2 separate regions of the Anas platyrhynchos genome follow, and region 1 is linked to region 2. A link is a contact called in public Hi-C data. All regions are on one chromosome and are shown on one strand. The core of a region is the stretch at or near the end of the contact, and the rest is flanking DNA. Distances in the headings are between cores, read along the strand shown.

Evidence for each region. A called contact is a pair of places that touch in the nucleus more often than the background predicts.
Region 1: a Hi-C map of subcutaneous adipose tissue shows a contact between it and region 2, with 5 times the contacts expected there. The contact joins the promoter of SGIP1 here to the enhancer-like site in region 2. A contact is called at or near these places in 2 of 8 Hi-C or Micro-C datasets (skeletal muscle and subcutaneous adipose tissue).

What each region holds. Positions count from the first base shown.
Region 1 is chr8:38,063,100-38,068,699 of IASCAAS_PekinDuck_T2T, reverse strand. It overlaps SGIP1 (SH3GL interacting endocytic adaptor 1), which reads right to left and starts at 2,185. Exons shown (of 24, transcript XM_072042097.1): 1 at 1,989-2,185. The coding sequence starts at 2,148.
Region 2 is chr8:38,004,106-38,009,051 of IASCAAS_PekinDuck_T2T, reverse strand. It overlaps PDE4B (phosphodiesterase 4B), which reads right to left. Exons shown (of 17, transcript XM_027463811.3): 4 at 4,299-4,493; 5 at 2,890-2,926; 6 at 2,736-2,806. Among named protein-coding and RNA genes, the nearest start is that of SGIP1, 60 kb to the left of the region's middle. Within about 2 kb of position 2,636, at least 2 of the 8 cell types and tissues checked have an H3K27ac peak or open chromatin away from gene starts, as enhancers often do. A contact at or near this core is called in subcutaneous adipose tissue, where this site is marked.

The sequences.
Region 1 (5,600 bases), core at 936-3,435, 60 kb before region 2:
CCATCCATGTCTCCCATCCCTGCATCATCCTGCGGGCAAAGGCAGCCGCAGGGCAGGGCCCCACAGAGGACACCACAACCCTGCCCTCCCACAGCCCCCTTCCCATCAGGGCAGGAGGAGGGAGCCAGACCCCGCTGGGTGCGCGATGGGCTGCCATGTGTAAACATAAACAGGGGAAGTCAGCCTCAAAGGAGAGAATAAGGAGGCAGAAAATGAGTCACAGCAGCGCATTACTCATACTGGAGCAGTCATGCTCACGCCGCATGTGACGGGCGATCCCGGCGCGTCCCCGCCACAGGGCAAGGTGCCCCCACGCCCCTGGGTGAAGGGATTTGCTAAATAAAGCTCAAATCCAGCAGCCTCATCCCTCTCAGGGCACAGCCCCGTAAATCCCGCAGCATTAACAGCGCTAACGGGCAGCCGTGAGTCGGTGACAGGTCCGCGCACCTGCCACAACGACCCGCCATGAAGCCTAATGGGGCATTTCACTGAAAACAAGCCTGTGGGCTTCTCTGTGCCAGGTGGGGACACAGCTGAAGAGGCCAAACATCCTGGGAAGCACTAATTAGGCTTTGGGATCTCTCATTAATGAGGGTTTTGGGCTCTGACACCAGGCCCTGTGCCTCCTGTGCCCATTGCGCAGTGTAGGCCTCACGCGGGGCCATGGTCGGGAGCCATCACACGCAGGCCGCCTCATCAGGATTTAGAGACTGTGAACATTTGTGCCTCGCTGCGAGACAGCTGAAAAATACCAGAGCCTTTTATAGGCTGCCATTTGGGCTTTGATACGGTGACATTTTCAGGCTGCTTGCTCCAAATGCCTCCTCCCAGCGTGACAAAGGGGGAGGCTGAAACACGGCCTCACTGGGAGAGCCTCAAGAGGCACAGGGGCAGGTTTGGTGGTGGCTGGGTGCTTCCAAAAAGATGGGGCACCCGGGCACATCATGTGGGGCTGCAAAAGGCCACAACACCGAGCTGTTACTGGGCTCGACCTCACACATTGCATTCTCTGCAGCCAGCACTCCACATCTTCAGCAGGATTATGGTGGTGTTCCTCGTGCTGAGCAGCTCCATGCTCAACAAGGAGGACTGTTACCATCTGATCTGCTGGTTTTTGCCCCATTTATCCCATTCTGCCCTCACAAAAAGAGCTGCTGGGCCCTTCCCAGCCCAGTGAGCAAGGAGAGGAGCTCAGGAGCAAGCCCTCACTGTGCCCTAGCACCAACTACAGCCCTTTGGGGGATACAGGCCAGTGTGGTGCTGCTCCCCCACAGCAGCAGAGAAGCTCTGCTTGCCGTACACTTCAACAGAGCTTCACTGCTTGAGGCTCTGAAACCACAACCCAACACGCAAGGCCCCAGCCCCCCGGCCCCGCCAGCCCCCGCACCCTCTGCTCGCTGCCTCCTGCCCCGGCTGGCACCCAGCCCCACTGCACACGTGGGGAACCAGCCCCACGGGTTGCACAGCCGCACCCTGCCCATGCCGGGGCCCTGCAAGCACTCTGTGTGCTGCTGAGGAGCCCCCAAAACACCCTGAGCACCGCAAAGCATCCCCCTCACCCCCAGCACAGGCTGGGGATGGTGGCAGCTGCACCCCACGGGGCTCCGATGGGCTCCCCGCTCCAGCACCACCCACCACAAGCATGGCACAACCAAGATCAGCTTACAACCAGCACGACATGCCAGGGCACCCACCGAGCAGACGGCCATGTCCATCCCCAGTCACCAGCAGCACCCACGGTGCCCATTTGGCCAGCAGCTCCGTGCCGGGCAGCAGCAGTACCGGGGTGCAGAGCTCCAGGAGCAATTGAATGCTGCCAGAGCAGCCTCTGCCTTATTTAATGGCTCTCATGCACACGGAGGTAATTAGGCTGTGCCCTGGGGCGCTGGAGCACCACGGGAGCCCCATGCACACCCTGCCAGCAGCTCCCACGGCCACAGATCGAGCACGCATTTACCAGCAGCACCAAGCTCCCGGCCAGCACTCACCTGCCTTGTGCCCCCACTCAGTTTTGCCCCCACTCGTGAGGAGGCCAAACCCTGCAGGTGGGCTCCCCAGCTTAAATCCTGCCTGGGCCCGATGGGATGAGGTGCAGCTGCGGCCCCACAGCCGTGGGGACTGCTCCTGCCCTGCCCCAGCCCTGCCCATAGCACTGAGCGGGGCTGGAGCCAGAGCCACAGCCCCACAGCCCCCGGCTGCTCCGATGGGGTGGCACAGGGGACGCTAACTGGCCTGGCAGCGAGGCTGTTTTGCCTTTTTTTTTTTGGTTAGAAAGAAGGTATTCAGGAACATGGAAAAAAAAATCCCCATGCGAACGATGGGTGTGTGTTTTCGCAGACGGCAGCGCTGCCCCACAGCACACGTGTGTGTGCTCCTGAGCGTTGCCCAGCCTGTTTCGGGGCGGTATCGCCGCCAGCATCAACCCGGGTGTGATTTGGGATGGAAAGTGCCCTCCCCGTGTGCCCCACGTTGTGCTGAGCAGCCCCGGCAGCAGGGGGAGCGGGGATGAGCCCAGGCAGTGCCCAGCCCCCGGGAATCCAACAGTCCTATTTTGTGCATTTTTGCCCCAAGAAACACCACATTTGAAATGCTGCACGCCAAGGTGAGAAGCAGAAGCTCAGCAGCACGCAAGGGGTTGGGTTTTAAATCCAATGTAAAACCTACAGGAACAGAATTTTGAAGGGAATTTGAAGAAACTTCATGTATTTGGGTGCTGCTCCCTGGCCCCATGAGAGGCTGGAAGTGCTGCCCCGTGCCCTGGCCACAGCTGCGCCCATGCCCACGGGCAGGCACCGCTGCCAGCACCAACAGCCTGTGCTAAAAGCTTCTGACAGTTGCCTGCCTCGGGCTGTTTTCTTTTTTCTTTTTCTTTTTCTCTCTCTTTTTTTTTTTTTTTTTTTTTTTTTCAGGAAGGTTTCCACCGAAACAGCTCAGCTGAGCCTAAAGAATGAGGTTATGGAAAAAATACATATCTGAGCAGCGTTGAAAATATTCCTGCTGCAAAAGCCTCCTGCCTCTGCTCCTGGGGGTGCTGGGGGGATGTCGGGGCTGCCCCGTGTTTCGCTGTGGACGGGTCCCCGTGGGTGACAGCGAGGGAGGTGACAGCCCTGGCCCCGTGTCTCCTGCACCCGGCATCAGCTGGGAGGAGCACAGGTGCCCGCGGATGTGCTCCAGGTGATTGCACCCCCAGCCACCAGTAACATGGCCTGAATTTCCAGGGAAGAAACCTTTACCCCTCCCTCGTAAAAACAAGATTTTTCTGCAAGATCTGCCTATTAAGACCGTATAAAAAAGTGTCAGAGCTGAAGGTGGTGCCTGTTGGTGGGGAGGAAGAGGAGGCTGGAGAAAAATAAGCAGGGCTGTGCTTGTGCAATGGGGTGAAAGGGTTCTGTTGGGTGCGACTGGCTGCGCTTGCACGTGGCTGAATGAAGCCCAAAGCAAGCGGGAGCGGTGCTGGGAGCAGGAGAGAGCAGGGAACAGGAGGGGCTGTGCGGGGAAACGGCTGTGCAAAGGGGCAAAAAAAGTGACGGGTCCCAAAATGAACTCCCTGGGGATGGAAGCAGCCGCCAGCTGGGTGCAGGATCCAGCTGTGGGCATTGGATCCAGCTGTGGGCATTGGATCCAGCTGTGTTTGGGATCCAGCTGTGTTTGGGATCCAGCTGTGCTCGAGCTGCAGCCACACAGGATCCAGCTGTGCAGAGCCCCAGCTGTGCACCCCTCCTGTGGCACAGTCCCCAGCTGCGCGCTCCTCCACCTGCGCATGGCCCCGGCCTTGCGGGACCTCATCAGGGCACGGCTCCAGCTGCTTGGGGCCCCCTCCAGCACCATCTGTGCCGACCCCACTGTACACATCCCAGCCATCCGTCCCCACCGCGGGTGTCCCCGCTGCATGTGTGCTGGCTGGGGCTCGGCAGATGGAGCTGTGCAGCTGCGCACGGCCACGCGGGCAGGCCGGGGCTGGCTGCGGGGCTGCAGCGAGCTGAGCCCTGGCTGCCTCGGCTGCTGCGTGGGTGCAGGAGCAGGGTGCGGGAGCGCCGGGGGCGGCTCTGCCCACGCTTGGCACAAAAGCGGGGCTGCAGCGCGGCGGGGCCCCCGCCTCTGTCCCGCGGGGCTGCGGTGGGACGCAGGCGGAGCTGCGTGGGGGGCACCCAAGCCGTGGCACGTTGCGCCCCGAGGGGCGGCGAGGGCGTTCAGGCTCCAGCAGTGGGGTGGGGGGAGTTTGGGACACCGTGGGGTTGTGTCCTGCTGCCTGGGCTGATGGCGACGGTCCTGGTGTGAAGGGAGCAAGGGGAAGGCGGCCCCAGTGCCCATGGGGAGCCCCGTGCTGTGCCCACGGGTCCTGTTCCTGGGTGCAGGGAATGTCCTGAGGCTGGTCCTGGGGCTCAGCCCCCCACCAGCACCGCTGCAGAGCCCTAAAATGGGGCCAAACTGTGGCTGGGGGGAGCAGCACGGCCCGGCACACCCTGCCTGAACAAGGGCTGCATTTGGTCCCTCGTGCACCACGGCCAGCTGGGCACAGCACGAGTCCTGGTGCTGCCACTGATAAGTTTTGGGATGGGAAACTCACCAACATGGGTGGCTTCCTGGCCAAATCTGCTCTGGGCAGGCAGATTGGGATGTCCCGTGTGGGCTGGGGGGGTGCCGGCATCTCAGCAGGTGCCAAAACGGCATCAGAGGGACCCAAAATAGGGACTTGTGTGGGTGACAGCAGGGCCAGGATGACCTCGGGACGGGGAGCCCTTGGGGACAGGCTCCTTGGTCACTGTGTGGTCGCAGCCCTGTGCTCAGCCCCGTGCCAGCACCACCTCCCTGGCACCGAGGCTCGTTGCTGCTGGGCTTGGTTCCAGCGCCGCGGGCACGATAAAATCTGGGCTTTGTGCACCAGCCCCGAGCATCTTCCTGTTTGTGAGTGCGAGACCGTCAGCGCTTGGGATTTTCATTTCTTTTTTTTTTTTTTAATCTGTAGGATTTTTAGCTGAACACTAAACCAGTGGCACCTCAATCACCTAAATCTTTGTGGCCAGCAAAGCGCCTCCAGCTCTCGGCGTCGTTTGCAGGTCCCCGGGGCTGAGTCCTGCCCTGCCAGCTGCTCCTGTCCCGCCGGGGAGGACACGGCGCCACGGAGCTCAGGGCCCTAAGGGCAACCTGCTGGCCCCAAGGGAACCTGAGCATGGCCCAAACACAACCAGAAGAGGATGGAGGCCGAGCAGCCATTGCAAGGGAAGCACACTCCTGGAGGTGTTCCTGCTGCTTGTTCATGGTGGGGGCACAGTCCTGCAGCTGCCCTTACCCAGACAAGAGAACCACGGCCTCTGAGCATCTCCTTCAGAAGAAATCCAAGGTTTCTTTGACACTTTCCAGGGGGTGAGCACCGTGTGTGGCTTGGGGTGATGGGTGCCGGGTGCTGAAGGAAGCTGCAGGAACTGCACTGGTGCAGCAGGAGTTGGGGCAGGGGGACGGCAAAGCACAGCCAACACGCAGCCTCGTCCTCCAAGGAAAGGAGGCTGAGTGAGCTACCAAGCAAGCCCGCACCGAAACTGGGATTTCCCACCCCCAAAATGGGAGGATTTGGGTTATTCAGCAGCAGAGCCGCCGGCTGG
Region 2 (4,946 bases), core at 1,387-3,886:
CGCAAGCTCTGAAACCAAGCGGAATGACATTTCTTGACTAGGAGCAACAATTTCATTGGGAAACTCCGGATTTCAGAAGGACCAAGCGCTATCTGAAAAATCAGCTCAAGTTTAGCAAGCAGGTTTGACTGGAAAAATGGTGCGGTATTTCTCCAAACGTCAGATGATTTCATTGTGACATTCGCCAAACAAAAGGGTTAATTTTTCACATTGAAACCATAATTTACTTATAGAATACAGACTTTTTTTTAAAACAAGTTAAAAGGAGTTAACGCAAAACCAAAAATGCTTCATTTGGGATTGAACGTGGGATTTCAGGCTGACCAGAAGTGAAACTTGGCGCTTTTCCTCCCCAAGAAGTTTCTGATATGTTTTAACTGAAGCCGGATTTCCCCCTGCTCTCTCTTAGGCAACCTCCTAACCCCAATTTTTTGAGTCAGCCACTGAACCGAAACATCCATTATTTGCCAGCTCTCCTTTGAAGCTAAAATCAAAGCAAGCGAGCAGCTCAATGCTGCTGCACTCGTAGCTCCAGGGGGTTCTTCAGAAGTGCTCCAGGAAGGCCTCGCTAGCCAGGTAAGCTCCGTGTTTGAGTAAGGCAGCGAGGGTCCTGCTCCAAAACCTTGCTCCTGGCTTCCCAACCTGCCGGCAGGGCGAGGGCGAGCGGGGCTGCAGCGAGCGGCGGCTCCATGGCCATGGCACTCGCCTTTGGGGTGGGATCTCAAGGGCTCGGCTTTTCTGGAGGGAACCACGGGCCACAGATTCTTCGAAGGGCTCAGCCCAGCACGTTGGATGCTGACTTTTCTAAAAGCCTGCCCCGACCTGCCCGTGCTGAGCCTTTGAAAATCCGAATCTGGAAATCTTTGGAAAACAGAAACTCCTCGGCGGGGACACCGCGCTGCGGCCGCGGCGCTTGCAGCGTCTGGAGAGCCGTGCTCCAGGTACCTCCACCACCGCGCCGAGGTGCTCAGACGTGCTTTCGGGGGGCAGGGAGGGGTGAAATCATACTCGTAAGGGTATTCCCCGTGTCGGAGCCTGAGCAGGGCACGGCACCGCACCCAGCGCCCTCGAGTTACAGCCGGCCGGGCCCATCTTGGTTTGCAGAGCTGGCAGGAGCAGGCAGAGGAGCCCCGGAGATCTGCGTCTCAATGCCACTGCCCCTTCTGGGTCACCACGTGCACGTGGCTCCTGCCTCCCACTCCTTCTTCCTTGCCGACGGGCATCTCGGGGAGCTGGCACCGGATGCTTTCTGACCGTGTCCTCGGCCGCATGTGCCAAACTCAGGCACTCCGAAGCCATTCATCACACTCTCCTCTTTTCCAGGCAGGAAATTGTCCTAAAAACCCCGATGTTGAAGTCCAAAAAAATAAAGAGTTCTTGTTTTTCATTGTTGTTTTTCTTTTCTTTTTTTTTTTCCCAGTCCTTAAGATTCAGATTTTCCAGCATGTAAATAAGTGGGACAGCATCCTCCTTCTCCGTCTCGGGACAGAGGGGGTGGAGGAGGAGGAAAAAAAAAGGGGTGATGAAGGGTTAAAGAAAAGCTGCGATTCTCATGATCCCCAGAGCAGAAGTTTAAGAAAAATACCACATATCATGAGACATATGATAAAATCATGAGTTGGCAGCACGGCCGTAACCCAGCAGAGCTGTTTGGAAACTGTGCGGGAAGCTCCGCAGCGCCTGGAAGCACATTCCGCCACGGACTTGGCTGTTTGGCACCTAATGGCTTAAACATTTAATGACTTTTACTTTGGCTGGGCAAATGACTTTATACCTCAATCAAATCTGGGAATGTTTTCACAAGGACACTGCGAGATGCCTCTGTGTCCTACAGGTTACGCCCTCGCTTCCTTCCGGCCCCGTCCAATTTCAGATTCCTCATTAGGAACGGAATGCTTCAACTATTCAGAAAAGCAAAGCGGAAAAACAACAACAACAACAAAAAAACGGATCTATTTTTTTCAGCCATCTGTTTTTCTATTAACCTCCATCTTGGAATGCGGCGCTTCGTTTCCGATCAAAACTCGCCAACAGCAATCAACGGGAGGAAAAACCTCACGCCCAAACCAAACGCCGAGCCGTGCGTGGAGCGCAGGACGGTGCCGGCAGACACAAAGAGGTGTGAGTGGTGCAGGAGCAGGAGATGCCACCGATCTCAGGGCAGGACATCTGCAGGGCTGAGCAATGCTGGTTTGGGGCAGAACGGCTCTCCGGGGGCAAAGCAGGGCAGAAAATGATGACGACTGGTGCGCTGTGAATGGCCAAGGGGAAGCGGGGATTGTGATGATGGAGTTTGTTTCTCCTGTTTCAGGGTTTCTCCTGTTCAGCGTGAAAGAAGCCATCAAGTTCGGTCCCGTTTGGTGTCTCTGCTGCTGTGGGACACCGCGTGGACCTGACGGTGGCATGGGCAGGGTGGCTGTGCCCATGTGGTGCCACCACAGCCACACCAGGCGTCACCATCCACCTCCAGCCTCTCCTCCCGGTGCCCGTGCTCCTGGTGAACACCTGAGGCAGCACAAGGCAGCACCCCGGGTTGAGCTGGATGGCCAAAGGAGCCCAAAAGGGAGCGGTTTTGTGCTCGGGGGCACAGCACAGCCCCTCACACCCTTGTTGTGTGTCCCCCAGGCTCCCAGCCCAGCCCCTGCCTCTGGGCGCCCTCAGGTGGGCAGAGAGGGACCAGCGGCGGCCCCAGCCCCTACCCTGGTCCCGCACAGCTCGGAGAAGTTTGTGCTTACTTGTTGGCCGTCCCGTGCAGGTTGGTCAGCAGCGTGAAGTTGTTCCTGACGCTCCTCAAGCTCGCCAGCACCTAGGGCGAGCAGAAGCAGGCGTCAGCGCTTCTCCGACCCAACGCGTCCCCGGCCGGCGCGAGGCAGCGGGCTCCCGACTCACCTGGGCGAAAGGTGTGACGATCAGGTCATCGCCGTGCCTGGGGGAAACAAGAACACGGCTGGGTCAGTCACTGCTGCGTGGACGGGGACCCTGTGCCAGACCCGTTTACCGGAGCAGGGCACTGATGCGCGCCGCTGGACCACGGGCTCGTACCCAACCCCAGCCCCGAGCACTCTTGTGATGAATTTGTACCCCAAGCAACGCTTCAGTCACCCCAAGGAGTGTTTCAGAGGGGGCCAAGCACCCAGAACACAGCCTTCAGCCCCTGCAGCCTTTCCCTGTGTGACACCACACCAAAATGACACCAAAATGGCTCGCCGAGGGGATGACAAGCAGCCCGGCTGGATGGGTAACGCGGGGCAATAAAAGCCAGGAAATTCAAAGCGAAGGCAGCACACTCACACCGCGGTGGAAAAACCCGCCACGGCCTGGGTAAAGGTCGGCTTTGAATTTCCTGGCTTTTGTTGGTTTGTGTCACAGCCTTTAATGTTATTCAAACACCGGCTTTCGCCCGGCCGTGCTCATCATGGAAGATGTGAGCGCAAGTTCTGAGAAAAATACACGGCCACCGTCATCACCGAGAGGAAGGATTTTTCTTGGCAATGGCGCACAAAGCACTTGTGTCTGGGCGATAAATCCCGTACAAAGGGATCTATTTTGCCCAAACTGAGCGCAGAGTGGGCCGAGCTCCTGCTGTGCGGGGCTGACCTGATCGTGGCTGGAAAGCAGGGAGAGGCGGTGCGCTGGCTGCACCGAGGGATGCTCTCTTCCAGGGGAACTCCTAATGGAGCCTGCTGCTACCTAGATTTCAACTTCACAGCAAAACCTGTAGGGCCTTCTTAACAGCCAAGTGTTTTTATGAGCACTTTTTTATGGCTTAATGGTCACTTTAAAACTTTAAACTGCCTTTTAAAAGAAAGGGCTGCAAATCCAGGCCATTCATTTAAGCTTTGTGCGCTGAGTTATATTGATCCTCTCAAGCCAACCATCTGGCTGGGCTTTCTGCTTTATTTTTCACTCAGTTCTAGCAAACAACTCATGACAGAAAAGGGGACGGAGAAGAGGAACGCTGTAAATATGCGTACGGTCGTATTTCTGTTTTTCAGGCTCATGGCGTGCGGTGATGTTAACCAGGCACCGAGAACGGTGAGAGCCTAACGGAGAAAAACAAGTGCAGGAAGGCACAGGCACACATCCCCTTGCAGCTCACAGCACGGCTTTGAAAGCTCTTCTACTGGATTATGGAGAAAAGGGGAGCATTTGGAGGATGCGATGGGAAAAAGGCTGTCGTGCCTTGGCAGGCTGTGAGAGCACCTGCCTCGGGCGCTAGGGCTGTGAAATGTGGGAGCCACGACAAGACAGAGCTCCCATCCGCTGTGAAACACAAGGTGAGCTGAGTTTGTGCTTACTGCTCGCTCGGGAGAGAGGAGTTCCTGGACATCGTCTTTGGTGACAAGTCGTAGTCGCTGTCCGAGCGGTAGAGGAAGGACTCCCTGCGCTGGCTGTGCCCCGGGAAGGCGGTGTGCAGCACCAGCCCCGACGAGGAGCTGGCCTGCGGGTCCAGCGGGCTGCGACCTGGGGACGGGCCATTTTCCACGTCGAAGCTGCAAAGAAAGCACAGAGAGTGTCACACGTGCCTAGCAAAAGCCACACTGGCAGCACCACGCTGTCCTCATCCACCTTCGGAGCAAGGTTTTGAAATCCCACACGAGCTGTGAGGATTGGGCACCCGCGTTTGAAGCCGCTGGCCTCCCCTTTCAGCCCCGCTTCACGTCTTAGCCATCCTGGGAAACCGCCTCAGTGGATTTCAAACAGCTGGGCTGCAAAAGGGAGGCTTGAAAGAGAAAACCCGAGCCCTCCGTCACCGTTTCCATTCTACACCCACTTCCTGATGCTTTCATCACTTGGCCGTTGCGGCCCGGGGCTGAAGTCACCCCACCGAGCGGCTCGCCCCCGTTCCCCCCCTGCCTGATGCACTCCCCAGATGTGCGACCAGGTCCTGGCCACGCCGTGGGAGCCGGGTTGGGATCTTGGGACTTTTTTCCAGCTGGGAAGCC